Regions from separate parts of the Drosophila melanogaster genome. Here regions 1 and 3 are each linked to region 2. The links are chromatin contacts, called in public Hi-C maps. All regions are on one chromosome and are shown on one strand. The core of a region is the stretch at or near the end of the contact, and the rest is flanking DNA. Distances in the headings are between cores, read along the strand shown. Region 1 holds the start of spen (split ends). Region 2 holds the start of lncRNA:CR46258 (long non-coding RNA:CR46258). Region 3 holds the start of dock (dreadlocks).

The links. A called contact is a pair of places that touch in the nucleus more often than the background predicts.
Region 1: a Hi-C map of the Kc167 cell line shows a contact between it and region 2, with 2.8 times the contacts expected there. The contact joins the promoter of spen here to the promoter of lncRNA:CR46258 in region 2. A contact is called at or near these places in 7 of 107 Hi-C or Micro-C datasets (the Kc167 cell line, the S2 cell line, embryo and 1 more) and 1 of 6 datasets of contacts at active chromatin or transcription factors (the Kc167 cell line).
Region 3: a contact with region 2 is called in a Hi-C map of the Kc167 cell line, with 2.8 times the contacts expected there. The contact joins the promoter of dock here to the promoter of lncRNA:CR46258 in region 2. A contact is called at or near these places in 4 of 107 Hi-C or Micro-C datasets (the Kc167 cell line, the S2 cell line and embryo) and 1 of 6 datasets of contacts at active chromatin or transcription factors (the Kc167 cell line).

The regions. Positions count from the first base shown.
Region 1 is chr2L:156,580-161,539 of dm6, forward strand. It overlaps spen (split ends), which reads left to right and starts at 2,453. Exons shown (of 11, transcript NM_079979.5): 1 at 2,453-3,240. CG33635 reads right to left here and starts at 2,085. Exons shown (of 2, transcript NM_001032044.2): 1 at 1,857-2,085; 2 at 1,257-1,796. The coding sequence starts at 2,024. The coding sequence ends at 1,365. It overlaps CG3436, which reads left to right. Exons shown (of 3, transcript NM_001298614.1): 3 at 157-1,087. The coding sequence ends at 962.
Region 2 is chr2L:489,546-494,268 of dm6, forward strand. It overlaps lncRNA:CR46258 (long non-coding RNA:CR46258), which reads left to right and starts at 1,290. Exons shown (of 1, transcript NR_133060.1): 1 at 1,290-3,104. It overlaps ush (u-shaped), which reads left to right. Exons shown (of 9, transcript NM_001272902.1): 2 at 1-1,813. The coding sequence starts at 1,771.
Region 3 is chr2L:824,544-829,203 of dm6, forward strand. It overlaps dock (dreadlocks), which reads left to right and starts at 1,426. Exons shown (of 6, transcript NM_164390.2): 1 at 1,426-1,964. It overlaps CG3862, which reads right to left and starts at 1,318. Exons shown (of 1, transcript NM_134706.2): 1 at 1-1,318. The coding sequence starts at 1,254.

The sequences.
Region 1 (4,960 bases), core at 1,203-3,702, 330 kb before region 2:
ATAAAGTCGTATGAATACCAAGCTATCTATGCATTCATACAATAGTGCCGTGTATGAGAGCCTATATCGTCACATTTTTGGGCGCAAATGAATTTGTAGTTCTTGAACATCTTTGATTATAGAAATAGCATGTAAAACAATTAATATGGATTTCAGACATCTGGCAAGTGTACGAAGACTGCGAGAATGTGATGGCCATGTCGGGACACAGCGGTGCTGTTATGGAAGCTCACTTTACGCCGGATGGATCGCACATTTTTACCTGCTCCACTGATAAAACTCTGGCCTTTTGGGACATAGCCACGGGCCAGCGGCAACGGCGGTTCAAGGGGCATGGCAACTTCGTGAACAGCGTTCAGGGCTCGCGTAGGGGTCAACAGCTCCTCTGCTCGGGAAGCGATGATCGCACCATAAAAATCTGGGACGCCAGGAAAAAACACGCGGCACACACTTTGGAATCCCCTTTTCAAGTCACAGCTGTTTGTTTTGGTGACACTGGAGAACAAGTAATTAGCGGCGGGATCGACAACGAAGTCAAAATCTGGGACATTCGAAAACAGGCTGTCTTGCACCATCTGCGAGGGCATTCGGATACGATTACCGGAATGTCCTTGTCCCCCGAAGGAGACTTTATCTTGACAAATGCCATGGATAACACCTTGAGGGTGTGGGACGTGAGACCTTATGCACCCGGGGAAAGATGTGTGAAGGTATTCCAAGGCCATCAGCACAATTTTGAGAAGAATCTGCTGAGATGCGCTTGGTCGCCGGGAAGCGATAAAATAACATCGGGTTCCGCCGATCGGCATGTCTATATTTGGGATGTAAATACAAGGAGAATTCTTTACAAGCTGCCCGGACACAATGGCAGTGTCAATGCCGTGGATTTCAGCCCAAAAGAACCCCTGATTCTATCTGGATCCAGCGATAAGACTTTGTATCTGGGAGAGATCGATGAATGACCAATTTTGAATAGTAAGAGCGAAAGCGATTATTGAAACCCACGTTACTTCTTAGATTAGTTTGTTGTGCACAAATTATCTGAATTCGCTAGGTGGAAGTCAATAAAGTATAAAATGTGTAGACGAAATATGCATTACACTCCAGTTTTGTCTTTATATACAATTACTATTACAATTTCAACGTGCAGAACTGGCCTTTCTTCGAATACCTGAAAATGATGATGAAATTATAGTAAGAACGCATTTTAAATAAGCCCTACGAATAAATATCTATACAGTTGATATCGTACAGTTGGGAGGCGCGTGGTATCACAAATAAGTTTTATTTTAGATTTATCAATGAGTTAATAAGTTACTTTTATTGCTGCGGTGGTGGAGCTCATTTTCCAGATTTCCCCTCCTTCATACAGGCAGTACACTTGTTGAAGCGGAAACGGTGTTCTTGAAGAGTTGTCCGAAGAACTTGAGCCCCGTAGCTCCCCCAGGGACAGTGCCCAGGACCATAAAGAGCAATGCAATTATTTGCGCCACTGCAAAAAGGACTGTAAATGCGGTGCTTTTGGCCACCAAGGCGCAGTATAAGGTTAAAATCAAACAGGAACTATATGAAAGCGAGGTGAGCAGTCTTGGTTTGGAAAACATTTGCTTTAAAAAGGATCCAAATCCGGAGAGAAAGCAAAAGCTCAAAATGAAAAAGAGGCTGCCAAGGGTGTAGAGCAAGGCAAACTTTCTGGCCTTCAATATTAGGAAGGGAATGTAGAACGTGGAAAGGGTCATGCACAATGCGCCCATTCCTAAACAGGCCACGAAGCCCACGATTCGCTGCAGGCGAGACTAGAAAAGTTCAATTTTAAATTAGCACATTCTGAACACACCAGAGATTGATAAACCCACCAATTTTGGAAAACATGAGTCGCTATCTTTCAGAAAACTATTTGCTTCTGGGTCGGAGCTGGAGAAAAATGGAACTTTCAGCTGTGGCAACTTGACGTTGAAACTTGGTTTCTTCTGATCACTCTGCAGTAGCAAGTATTCATCCAGGTCCGATTTTAAATTACTCATACTTCTTTTATATTTATTTATTTGTCGTGTAAGCAAAACAAAACAAGCTGCTAGCCGCGATAACGATAACCAACACAGCTAGAGCTGACTCCTTGGCTATACTATCTACTATACTTTTCCGGTGTAAAGCTATGTTATGTTGGTCTTTGATATTTGTGGTTTTCATAAGTTAAACGAGAAATAAAGCTAGAGAGCATGATAATGATTCTGGTGATGATTAAGTTTCAGGACAACAAAGTCCACTTATAAAATAAATATAAGTTAACACCTGCGCTTAACATAGTTCTGTTGAAAAACTGATGTTAATGGTTTGGGTGCTGGACAAAATAAATGTTTAGTATATTTTTGGTATTAACTTAGGGTGTGTGTATTTTCATAGGACACTGCTGCGACCACATTGTGTCGGTCACACAAGAGCATCACTAACGGTCACATTGTTTTGAAAATTTTTGGAGTGAACGGACCGCGCGCGTCGTTTGCAGCGAGCTAAAAAAAAAGCAGTACAACAACAACGGCGGCGAGCGATTAAACAAAACGCCGCCAAAACACACACAGCGAAAATAAATTGTTATTATCTGAAAAGGCAAGTGCCACCACCCCTTCCCCATTCTGAGTGTGTTTGTGTGAGCAGCGGCTGCTATATATCTGAGTGTGTGTGTGCGCGAGTGGTTTTGTGTGCGAAAATGCATTAATTCACCAATACGAAAGCAGATGCAGCAACAACATCAGCATCATCAGCGAGAGGAATATTGCAAGCGTTAATCGAAATACAGTAAAATACAAGAAAAAACAGGCAAAAGTAAATTGATCAACGAGAAAAGCCTACTGAATGATAAAAATTAAATTTTTTTATTGTTTTCCATTTAAATTTGTGATGCCTTTTGCCGAATAAAAAGTCACCTCATAACCCAGAGTGAATAAATTACATGGAAAAATAACGTAAAATACACCGAGTGTTAAATAAAATCAAATCGGTACATTTGGACTCGGTTCGGTTATTTCGGTTCGACACGCAGAAAAGGCAAAACTCAACGGTCGCGTCGATACCATTTTTGGAAATTATCGAAAGAGCATAGCAAAACCTTTGCCTCGAAATATAACGTGTACAATGCGTCAGTTTCGAATAAAGTCCAAACCGAGTTCACAATAATTTAATTTACTGAGGCAGCGAAAAAGGATTCTTCCATGATCGGCCAAGGAAAGCAGCTCCAATGGTGTAAGTCTTGAATAAATATGATTTGTAGCAAATTATAATAAAAGCATATTTATTATATTTTTAGAACTAAGCACGTATTTTTGGGTTTCTAAAAAAGAGTTTATAGAATTTTGTTCATGGAAAGATAGCTAGTGTTATAATTCAAAGAAGTATATCGTATAAATAACGTATTCATTATCTGTATTTCAGCTCTCAACGCAAATGGTAAGAATGGATCACTCGATTGAAAATCCACATAAATGGAGCAAATAATCCATTCACGGAAATAATGTGATAACCCAATAAAAGCCCATGTATTTTGAAATTTGGGTATGTGTTTAAATAAGTGCATAACTAAATGTCCAATAAAAGAAAAATTAGCACAATGAAATGTCTAATTAAAGGAAAATATGCCCGTACCAAAAAACGTCATAATTTATCAACTAAAATACCATATAAACAAACAATCCAAATAAAAGTGGTTTCAGAATTTTCTAATATAGTAAGATATATAGTGTTTTTGTAAGATATATTTATAATTTTTTTAGCAAGGAGCACAATACTTTTAATAAGCATTAGCTGATTTCGGACAAAAGTCAGGTTAGACATGTCGTTCGAAATCGTCCATTACTCCCAGAAAATATTCTGTACAGAGCAAAACTTTCTTCCTCTTCTTCGGGCGGTCTAAAGCAGTTGGTAGAACACCAGTACAAAGAAAATTGGCACAACAAAAAAGTGAGCTCTGCGGTAGTGACGCCGGCAGAGGCAGTGACCGAGGCAGAGGCTTTTTGCTGCCGACGGCGGGCAGCAATTAACTCGAAAGCAAAGAATTTCATCAGAAATTCAAAGCACACATACATACTAAAACGGATGACGTGCAACGTCGGCAGAAGCAGCGGCAGTGAGAGACGTTGGAAATTTGTAGCGAAAAATCCAGGCTGACAGCTCCCCCAACGTTCGAAAAAGTAACATGGCGACTATATATAACCCGTATATATAAATATAAATACTGCGTGTGTGCGCGGACTCCAAACTACAAAAACGAACAACGCAAGGGAGCAATGGGTACGGGGCAGCCATTGTTGCGGGCGTCAGAGCGAGACAACAGGAGAGAAATTGTCGTGTCGTTTGAAAAATCGATTCAGCTGCTGTGTGAGCGAGATGAAGCGATGTAGTACAGCGTCTTTATTTTTTTTTATTTTTTTTTTTTCTTAACCCGTTTTGTGTGCGTGCGCACAGGGCATCCCGTTAGTGTGTGAGATTGGGGAGAGGAAAACTACAAAGTTAGCGCTCTCTTTCTGGTAAATGCTGTTGGTGTGTGGTCACGTAGCCACAACACGAAAAGCAGATACTACTAAACACATACTAAAACTGGTTTTCTCTTTGCTGCTGCTGACAATATTCATGAGTTCTAGTTGAATCGCCTGTCTTTAATGGGTTTTTTCCTCCTTTGGAGGGAATGAAGATTTCAAGAGATGTACAACAAAATGGCAAACTAAAAAACTAAACTATTCCAAGCATTTGGAGAAATTTCGGAATAATCTTCGTCTATCCTGGCTGCCCAATTAGCGAATTAGGTGGGATTTTCGTGTAGGGGTCCCTATAGTAGAGGCTTTTTGCGAGCCGCACCCCACCAGTTCTACAAATCGACTGAAATCGCGTAGCACTGCGAACCCAAGTTTGGATGAGCAGCGCGGCAACAGCGACGTCGCAGCAAAGAAACTTTCACGGCACCGTTGGA
Region 2 (4,723 bases), core at 40-2,539:
AGAACAGACCAAAAGCGATCAGGGATAGCCTAAAAAGCCAACGACAAAGTGTAATGAACGTTCCGAAGGTCAACGGTGCGTATACTTCATTAGCGATTAGCGAAGGGCGGCGATGAAAAAATGGGTAAGAAACGGAGCGAAAGGAGACCGCAAATGACCCAAGGTAGAGGGCGGGGAAGGTGGAAACCTCGTGGAGTTCCCGTGGCTAATCGACTCGGCCATATGTTAGCGCGGATTACGGGTCGCTAACTGGTTTATGATATTTATTGCCATGCATCCCCATTTGCATGCCCTGCCCTTAGACCAACGCCCCCACCCCTTTCAACTGCGGAATTGTCCCGCAGGAAGCTTTTCATTTCCGCTGCTGTCCGAATTTTTAAAATCTATGAGTGTCCAATGCAAAGCAGGAGGAATTTCCATTAAAATCATGCAATAGGTGCAAATTACAAGACAAAAAGGTGAGCGAACAGAGGGAAACAAAATGAAGAAATTATGCAAAAAAGAAACGGAAGTGCAGCTAAATAAAATGCTGACCATGGTTCTTCACACAGGAAATAGAATTCTGTGGACGATGTCGTAATTGCTTACATTTATTTTTGACAAGAACTATCGTGACTCTTGGTTAAAATAAGAACACTATTTACCAGGTTTTTGAATTGGCGCCTTTCTGGGGCGCCATCTATGCGGAAAGCCTAAAAGTATGCCTTGCAAGCGGTGTGAAAGCGCCAACTAGTGGCCCAAAGTGGAATCTTTTCATTTTTCTCATAATTGCGTTGTGGGTTTTTAACACTAAAGCCTATTGCCAGCTGCTGTAGTCAAAAAGTGTACAAAAAAAGAAAGTGGGAAGAAAATAAAAAAATCTAGTGCTTAAACCAAAGTGAACGAGTAGTTTTCAGCTTGTGGGTAGCAACAATTAGTAGATGGCAGAATATAGGAGAAGAGAACTTCAATGAGCAAGAATTTCCAACAAGAATTTGGTAAATACCGATGCAAATGCGTTAAATGGAAAGAGAAGGAAGGATGGTGAGAAAAGTGTGAAAACGTGCGTAAATGTTTCGGCGTTTTTGTTTTGATTCTTATCAGACTGCGAAGCAGACGCGAAAGCATGCGGAGCGATGAAAAACCGAGTACAAAACAAAATGGAAAGAAATGCGCGCGCTCTAATAAGATTGCGCGCTCTCTCCCTCTCTCTCTCTCTCCCTATCTCTCTCCCTCTCTCTCTCCTTCTCTCTCTCTCTTTGGCCAACTGGAGAGCTTTCGTGTCGGTTTCGGATTCGCTTTGCGTTTCATTCGTGAGCGAGCGCTTGCTTCGAACGGACGTCTTTAAGAACGCCCTCGCATGCCACGCCCCCTTCGAGAGGCTTTTGGTAAAGAAATACGCGACTGCATATTAATTGCAATATCAAGAGCAAAACACTGATCAGATATTGATGGGACTCGAGATCGAGCAGGAGATTACTGCCCGCTGCATTCCAATCGGAATATTCCACTTCCATTTCGTTCATAAAACGCGCGCGTTTTTCGTCGCGCCGATCGTTAGAAATTCATTAAGGCTTGTTAATCGCCGCCAATAATACAAATAATACAAGTAATCGCATTGATTGCCCATAATTGATACTCGCCGTGTGTGTGAGAGTGAGTGCCTGTGTGTGAGTGCGATATAGCATCCGCCGGTAAATGTCCGCGAAAAGGAACGCGAATCTGGATCTTCCGCAGACTTGATGCCGACGTAGCTGAAGATATACCTCCGGTCCAGCAGCTGGACTCGAAATGTCACGACGCAAACAGTCCAACCCGAAGCCGTTGAATAAAGGTGAGCTACAAGTTTAGTTTTATCAAGTCGGGGTTTAGTCGACGACCTTCTTTTTATAGCACCTGTGCAGTTATCTGCAACCATTATTTTGCCTCAACGAACAAATGCACTTTTGTAAATTACACTTTGTCATTACAAAGCTATCTCGTAACTCTCCACTAATCACGATCGCTTTTCCCATCTGACCGCAAGCTGACCCATTCAATTTCGCTGGCTTGCTCAGCAGCTCTCGTTTTTTGACAGCAAAACATGCGGACGAACACACAGCAAACACAGAAATCCAAGAAATTGATTAACTATGCCAAGACAAAGCAGCCAACAAAAATTCAAAACGAAACGAGTGACGAACGATAAATCCAAGATTTTGTGACTGCATGAAACCCGATATTAAAATGATTTATTTAAGCATTGATAACGTTCAACGATCGTCCAAAGCGATCGTTGTCACCAGGAAAAGAGATAGAAGTGGGGTTTTGCAGCATTCTGTATATTTTCAAAGACGTACTCCAACGGCACGGATCTTATAAAATGAAAGGGTGCTCAAAAAGTAGCCAACTTTTCTTGCTCATTTAAATAAAATTTCTTTGTCGTCTCGTTATCGATGTCGATACCTGTTGTACGTGCAGCTGACACACCTCATAAGCATTGTGGGGGAAGCGCGAAGAGAGAGGAGAGAAGAGAGAGTGTTACGAAGCGCGGAGAGTGTCAACTAATTACATTTCGCTGTTTGCCATTTGATATATTTATGGCCCGAACCATTTGACACCCAATGAATGCATTTCGGAATCGAAATCGATAAAACGTGCCGGACCTGCGACACTGGACACCCCGACCACCTGAACTCACCTCAGTTTCCGCCCCCCGAAGTCCGCACGGTTAGTTGCTTATCCATTTTGCCATTTTGGCCTTCTTATCGCTTTTGCTGCTTCTGCTCGAAGCACGTTTCCCGACTGGCTGACTCTGCCCCACCCAACACCCATCTGAACGTAGCCCCCAGAACCCATTTCCATTCCGTCCGATCCCACATCCAACAAATACCCAACGAGTGATATCAACGCGACTCATGCAAGTGGGACTTGCACAGTAAGACGCCATCTATATCTCGAGACGGGCCATACACTCTGTATATAGATCAAGAAACTATTGAAGAACGTTTGATTCGATAAGCGCTTATGGATACAAGTTAGTTGGCAATAATTCAAGCTGTATATTGAGTCATTTATAGTTCTAGAACTGTCTTTAATTTCAATAGAAATTATATTCCACATAACCTTCCGAAAGCATCAGGCTTATTTATAGCTCACAAATAAGTGGATAAGAAAATGTATTACTTTTTAAGAAAAGTTTTAAAACAATATACGCTGGAATAGTTAACAAGAACTATTAAGCAGAAAACTGAAAACTATTTATAAAGTTCTATTTAAATTCTGTTTGTATATTTTAATAGTTTTCAAGACCCATTAAGACCACCACTTTTAGCTATTTAAAGGGTACTAAGCTACGGATAACGAGAAACTTTACCATTTGCGTTGCGATAATTTAGGGTATTTTTTATCAGTGCAGCTGTTGTTGATGTCTGTATAGTTTTTGTTGTTGTTGTTGTTGCACCTGCACTATCTGTGGGTTATCCCTGGGTAGCTATCCACCCCCCAACCCCCCCATCCTCTGGCACCCCTAACATTTCTGCTTTGCATATTTATCTCTTGCACACTTGCCTCACTTCGGTCCCGTTGTTTTCTATGGCTCAGTGGGCGTTGGGAGTTGGTGTTTGAAGGCGAGAAAAAACTCAAAGCGCAACTCGATAAAGTTTTATCACAATTGCAGCAGCAGTGCCAGCCACAACAACAACAACAACAGCAAATAACATTAACTTGCGTAGCTTTTGTTGGAGGTTCTCCAAAGGTTGTTATTGTTGCCTTTACATAAGCTTCAATAACTGCCAGTTGTATCGAAGCGCATAGTCTCTAGCTCGAAGTGTAGGAATCGTGATGACAACGCCCTCGGGTTCGTTTTCGAAATACCCTCTAAATGGGCGTAAGTCGTTGTGCTGTTGGTATAGTCAAAAAAAAAAAAAACAGTTTTCTAAGATATCTATCACATCATCATAAATGATAAATAAATAAAAAAAAAAAAAGAATGGCTTTCCAAAGATTCATTATATTATTTCTTGCAAGGCAGGGTATTTGAAATTGAAGCAAGTTTCACCTGCTCTCGATTCCTATCTCACGCCTTTTAGGAGTTTCGAGACCTGAGGAAGTGCAGTCGCACATAGATAAGCGCCTTTGTGTCGTCTCATTCGTTTTTGTTTTTATAAATTTTAATTACGCTTATCACTAATTTTATGTTAATGGCCAGCTGTTGGTTTGTAGCTTGCTGGATGTTCGCTTGTCTGCTGCTGCCTGGTTGTCGGTTATTCGGCTAATTCACATATGTATGTAGCTATCACCATGCGGGTGACAATTTAGTCGAACTTGAGTTTGGGTCGATTTGAAGCGGGTTTGGGCTAATGCACTGCGACATAAATTAATTTAACGTTTTTTTATATTATTATATAATGTATTACAAAGTTCACAAGTTTATCCCCAATTCAGGGGCGCTTCTTTTCATATATAATATCGAAGCGTTAAGAGGGTTCTTCATAGAGTTTATCTATGCAACGGATCTGAATTCGAGCGATAAGAGAAGCTAGCTAACTGCGTATGGCAATCGCAGCTTGCATTCGAATAGCTGCAGTTGCAGCCACGATAAGAGCCGGGGCTCAGGTTGCAAGCGAATGCCCCTCGGGGACCCCCCTCCGTTCATAGTTGCCCCTCTACAATAGCACGTCCCTGTGGCTGCTCTGTCCATTTCAATTGGAAAAGATAATCTCGAGCTTTGGCCATTTTGACATTGTATTTTAATAATTGCGAT
Region 3 (4,660 bases), core at 176-2,675, 340 kb after region 2:
CAGCCCCAGATGCCCGAACCTGTTCTTGCCCCACATGAAGAGATCTCCGTCCGAGTTGACGGCGCCCATGTGAAACACTCCGCATCCGATGGAAACCACTGTGGTTTCGTTGCTGAAGTCATTTCGTCCGAATAAAGGCGGCAACAGATGCTGCGGCTTGGATGTTTGCTCCACGAAGGGTCCGAAGCCGAGGATGCCAAAGCCCCAGGTGTACACCAGACCCTGGTCGTTGAGGGCCATGCAAAATGAGCCTCCCGCAGCCACATCCTTGATTTTCCCGATGGACTTCGTTAGTTTGAGAGCTCTAGGGATATTTATTTGGGTTTCGGCCAGCTCTGAGTCATCTAGCTGTCCGTACTCAGAATTGCCCCAGCCAAAGGCATCGCCCGCCTCGTTAAGGGCCAAAACGCAGTCCGAGGAGCAGCTGAGCCGCACAATCTTCTCCTTTTCCACATCTCCTCCAATCAGGGTTATCTGCCCGGCGGTGTGGTAGTTTCCCTGACCTGTTTGACCATCCGCACCCCAGCCACATGTGTAAATGCGTCCCTTTTTGGTAAGAAACATGCTGTGGTCCTGGCCGCACTCCACCTGGACCACCTCATCCTCCTTGCCGCATATATCTTCCTGCGATATCCTGTGGATCAGGGCACTCTTGCTGTACCGCTCCTCCTCTATGATGGAGCGGCCACATTGGCCGTACGAATTGTTTCCCAGGGTGAAAATGGTTCCGTTTTGGGTCAGAACCACCAGGTGAGCTCTACCCGCCGACATGCTCTTCACACGCATGTCCTCGTCTGTTTCTCCCTGAACTCTCGGCAGTTTAATGGCTGTAGGATAAATGATCACGTCAAGGTTGGCCGGATCATTGGGATTTCCCTTCACCTGGAAACCCAGTTGGGAGTCGGTGTTCAAACCGCTGCCAAAGAGCGTCTCTCCGTCATCTCTATTCACGGCGTAGACCGTGAACCCGTAGCCGGCGGCCACATCCGTGATTTCGTTGTTGTTGGAGAACTGCAAGCGGGTGGGATGGTGCACCATCTCCGTGTAGCGTTCCTTGGCCTTCTTCACGTTGGTCTGGAGACCGAGAGCGCCGGTTTCCTGAAAGCCCCACACGTAAACTCGGTGCTCATGGCTGTCCGTCGTCTTCGGTGAGTACTCCTTGATCTTCGACTTGTCCTGCGCCAGCACACCCCTCTTCGCCTTGGCGGTGTACGACCTGCTGATGCCAAGCACAATACCCCGAGTTTTCAGCATGGTATTTCGGGTTAAACCAACCATGTAATCCAAAATCATAACAAAAACGCCACCCGATATCGATAGACCCGATGACCGGACAAGTGCTGCACAGCGCGCAACGTGCTTATCGATAGTTCGCTAAGAAAAACCGCTGATACGCCACCTGACAGCCCTGGTCGTGGTCAATCGCTATCGCCTTCCGCACATCGAAATCGGATGGGCGACGTGAAAGAAACGGCTCCGGCAAAATCATTAAAATTTAATTAGTTAACCGCAAGAGAGCGCTGCAAAATTGTGCAAACAATTTGCCACTTAACGCAGTTAACGTGTGCGGTAATCAGAAGCGTGGAAAAGCGTTTATTTGTCAGGATTTGTGTGTTTTTCAATCGCGGCAGCAGCATATGTACACACACACAGGCTCACCCCCGCCCCACTCACACACACACACTCACGCCTAGGTGTATTATAATTAAAGTTGTGTTTTAAGTGTGTGTAAAGTGCAATAGCCCAGTGGAAAGTGGAAGTGATATAGAGTGCGTTCCAGGAGTTCCAGGAGCAGTGTCTTATCCCATGTCTTCCACTCCCAAATCCTGAGGATTGCCAAGGGTTAAGACCGAGAAATACGGACTCCGACTTTCCGGATAAGGATACGGATACGGATAAGGAGTGCCAGGATAAGGAGATCCAGGAGGAATATAGGAGTTGCCAGTCCAACCGCTTCGTCTCCGGTAGGTACACACAAAATATTCGGCTGCTCCTTTTTAGCTCCTGTTCGAATCTCTCACGGCTCTCTCTCTCGGCTCTCTCTCTCTCTCTCTTGACCTGCGCTCTCTCTCTTTATCTCGCCCTCGTCACCTGGTGGTGCGTAGTCCTTTGGCTCGGTCCACCACCCGCCCAGTGGGCGGTGCTGCAACCCTTAGCCCTCCGCTTTCCATCACCTTTTTTTGGGTAACCATGGTCGTGTTTACGGCAAACTGTGCCACCGATATATATGTGTGTACATATGTACCCTTTCCCTTGTCTAGATAGATGAAACAGATAAATCGTGAAGATGCTTCACTTACCATAAATCTATAATATGTTCATTGCTCAAATACTACTATAGTAGGTACTTGTGTTTTTCAAAAGCCTGTGCCAGGTACAAAAGCTTGTACTCTTAACAACACTGGGAACGAGTCCTGCCATCCTTTGCAGGACGAGAAGTCCACCCTCTCGCTGCCAAAAAGCCACCACCTCGCAGAGATTTTGCGCAGCATCTCTAAACGAAACGGCCGGCAAATGTCGCAAACTCCCTCGGCAACAAAAGCCAAAAAAAAAATACAAAATACAAAAAACAAAACCGAAACCGAAACCCCATTCGAATCCCATTCCCCAGCAAAAGCATCTACTTAATCAACCCGGGCGGGAGTGGACTCCCAGCTCCCTGAATGAGTGATCTTATGTAAACAGGCTGCCCTTTGCCTCCCACGCCCCGAGATCCAGATAAGAGTGCCCCACTTTCAGTTCCTCCATGGCTGCCCCATCCATCCACCGAAGTCGTAACTCAATGTTATAGACCCAAATGCTCCCGTTTCGGGGCCACCAATTCGTTCGTGATGGCTTTTCTTGGGGACCAATGACTATACTCCCTCGTCTGGAACCGATCTTCAACCAATACACAGACACAGCACGGGGAAACAAACTTTCCGCCTCATAAACTTGTGGGCTTGTCCCCCAAGCACGTGCAACTCTTTCTTTCTCTCAGCGAAAAGACGAACTGCTGTCAGGAAAACAATGAACGAGTGCACCGGAAAAAAACATAAATGTTTGTCATACGGGAAGCTAAGAAATCATACCACAAAGAATTCTTTAAAAATATATATTCATTTATTGCAGTAGCAGTAGGGAATCTTATCAAATCATAGTTCATAATATATTTTTTGACAATTTCTCCGCGCTAACGAACTTATCAGCAAGTTCCTTCCGATTTCTTCGGATTTTATCAGCAGTGTAATGTCAATGTCTCGGCTGTTGGGCTTATGCAAGCGCAAACAATAACAAAACAATCACCAAGCCAAAGAAATCCAAACACCGATCCGAATCCAACGGTGGTGCATTTCAGTTCATTGGCAGCCAGCCAGCCAGCCAGGCGTTTCATGTTTACCAAGTCCCCAAGCGAACCGAACTGAACCGCCCCCTTATCACTCCAGCATTTGCATAAATATAATCTTTTTCGGGTTCTTTCTCCGTTTCTATCTGGGTTCGGTTACGGTTTCACTCCCGCTTTCTCCTCTCAAAAAATAGGGAAAACACACAGACAATTCGCACAACAGTGAATCACTTTGCGACCAATGCTTCGGTTAAACAGGTACTTCTCCGTATCTCTAGCTAACGCAAAAACCTTTGACTAATCGATGGTAAAGTAAACAAAAACACTCGTTATCACATGGAGATTATTATGGCCAAAATTCGAACAGGAAGCACGATTAGAAGTTTACCGGCAAAACAAATTTATGCATTGCCTGCATTTCTTATTATATACGTATGGGTCAGTTGCTAATAGATATTGCACCGAAATGCCAGAATTGAATGGCATTAGAGCTCTCGAAAACACTTTCAGCTGACTCAGCCTCTCGTGTATGACCTAACAGTCATTGAAAAGCGAAACCAAGATTGGCCTAGAGTCAAAGACCGAGTAGAGCGTTTTCTCAACGTGGCCCACACTTATTGATTTTTAATTATCCAAAGATGGCCCTCGGCTATGACATTGACTTTGATTTTGTTGGCTCGCCAACCTGGCCAACGAACTCGGGAAGCCTCTCTAGAGATCTCTGGCCGAAATAACCTTCTGTGCCGCCCGCTAACTGCCTTATGTCACTCGGTAAATCTCGGTTAAGAAACCAATTTCCCAATACCCCCGACCATTCACGTTCGTGACTCATTGCGGTCGAATGTCTCAGTTGATTTCTGTGTCTTTCTTGGCCTGAAATGGCCCGGATTTTGAGTCTCTGGTTCTCCAGCCTCGGTGAGGCTGCCCCGTTGAACAAATCAATACCCGATGGCCACTTATTCGCTCGCCTGGCAATTGGATTCAATTGAGTGGAGTCAGTCGGAGGCAACTTTCACTTGCACAGATTTTAATTGCCCCACAACTGGAATGGCCAGATCCCTCAGCCCCCATATCCATCTCCCGCTCATATTATCATCATCATGATCATCACAACACAAACACTTCACTCATTCATCTTCATCGCCGGCTCGCTGACCCCAAAAACAAACATTCATCTCTCGGCTAATTTTGAGTTGATTTCCTATTTGGTATTTCGAGTTTGAGTACTTGCATTGTATTTTTTAAGCTAATCATTTTTACGCTCTTTAGCTTCTTCAGTGCGAAACAATTAAGCCTAATTTGCATATATCATTTGCTCTCTTTTTCTTTCTTTCT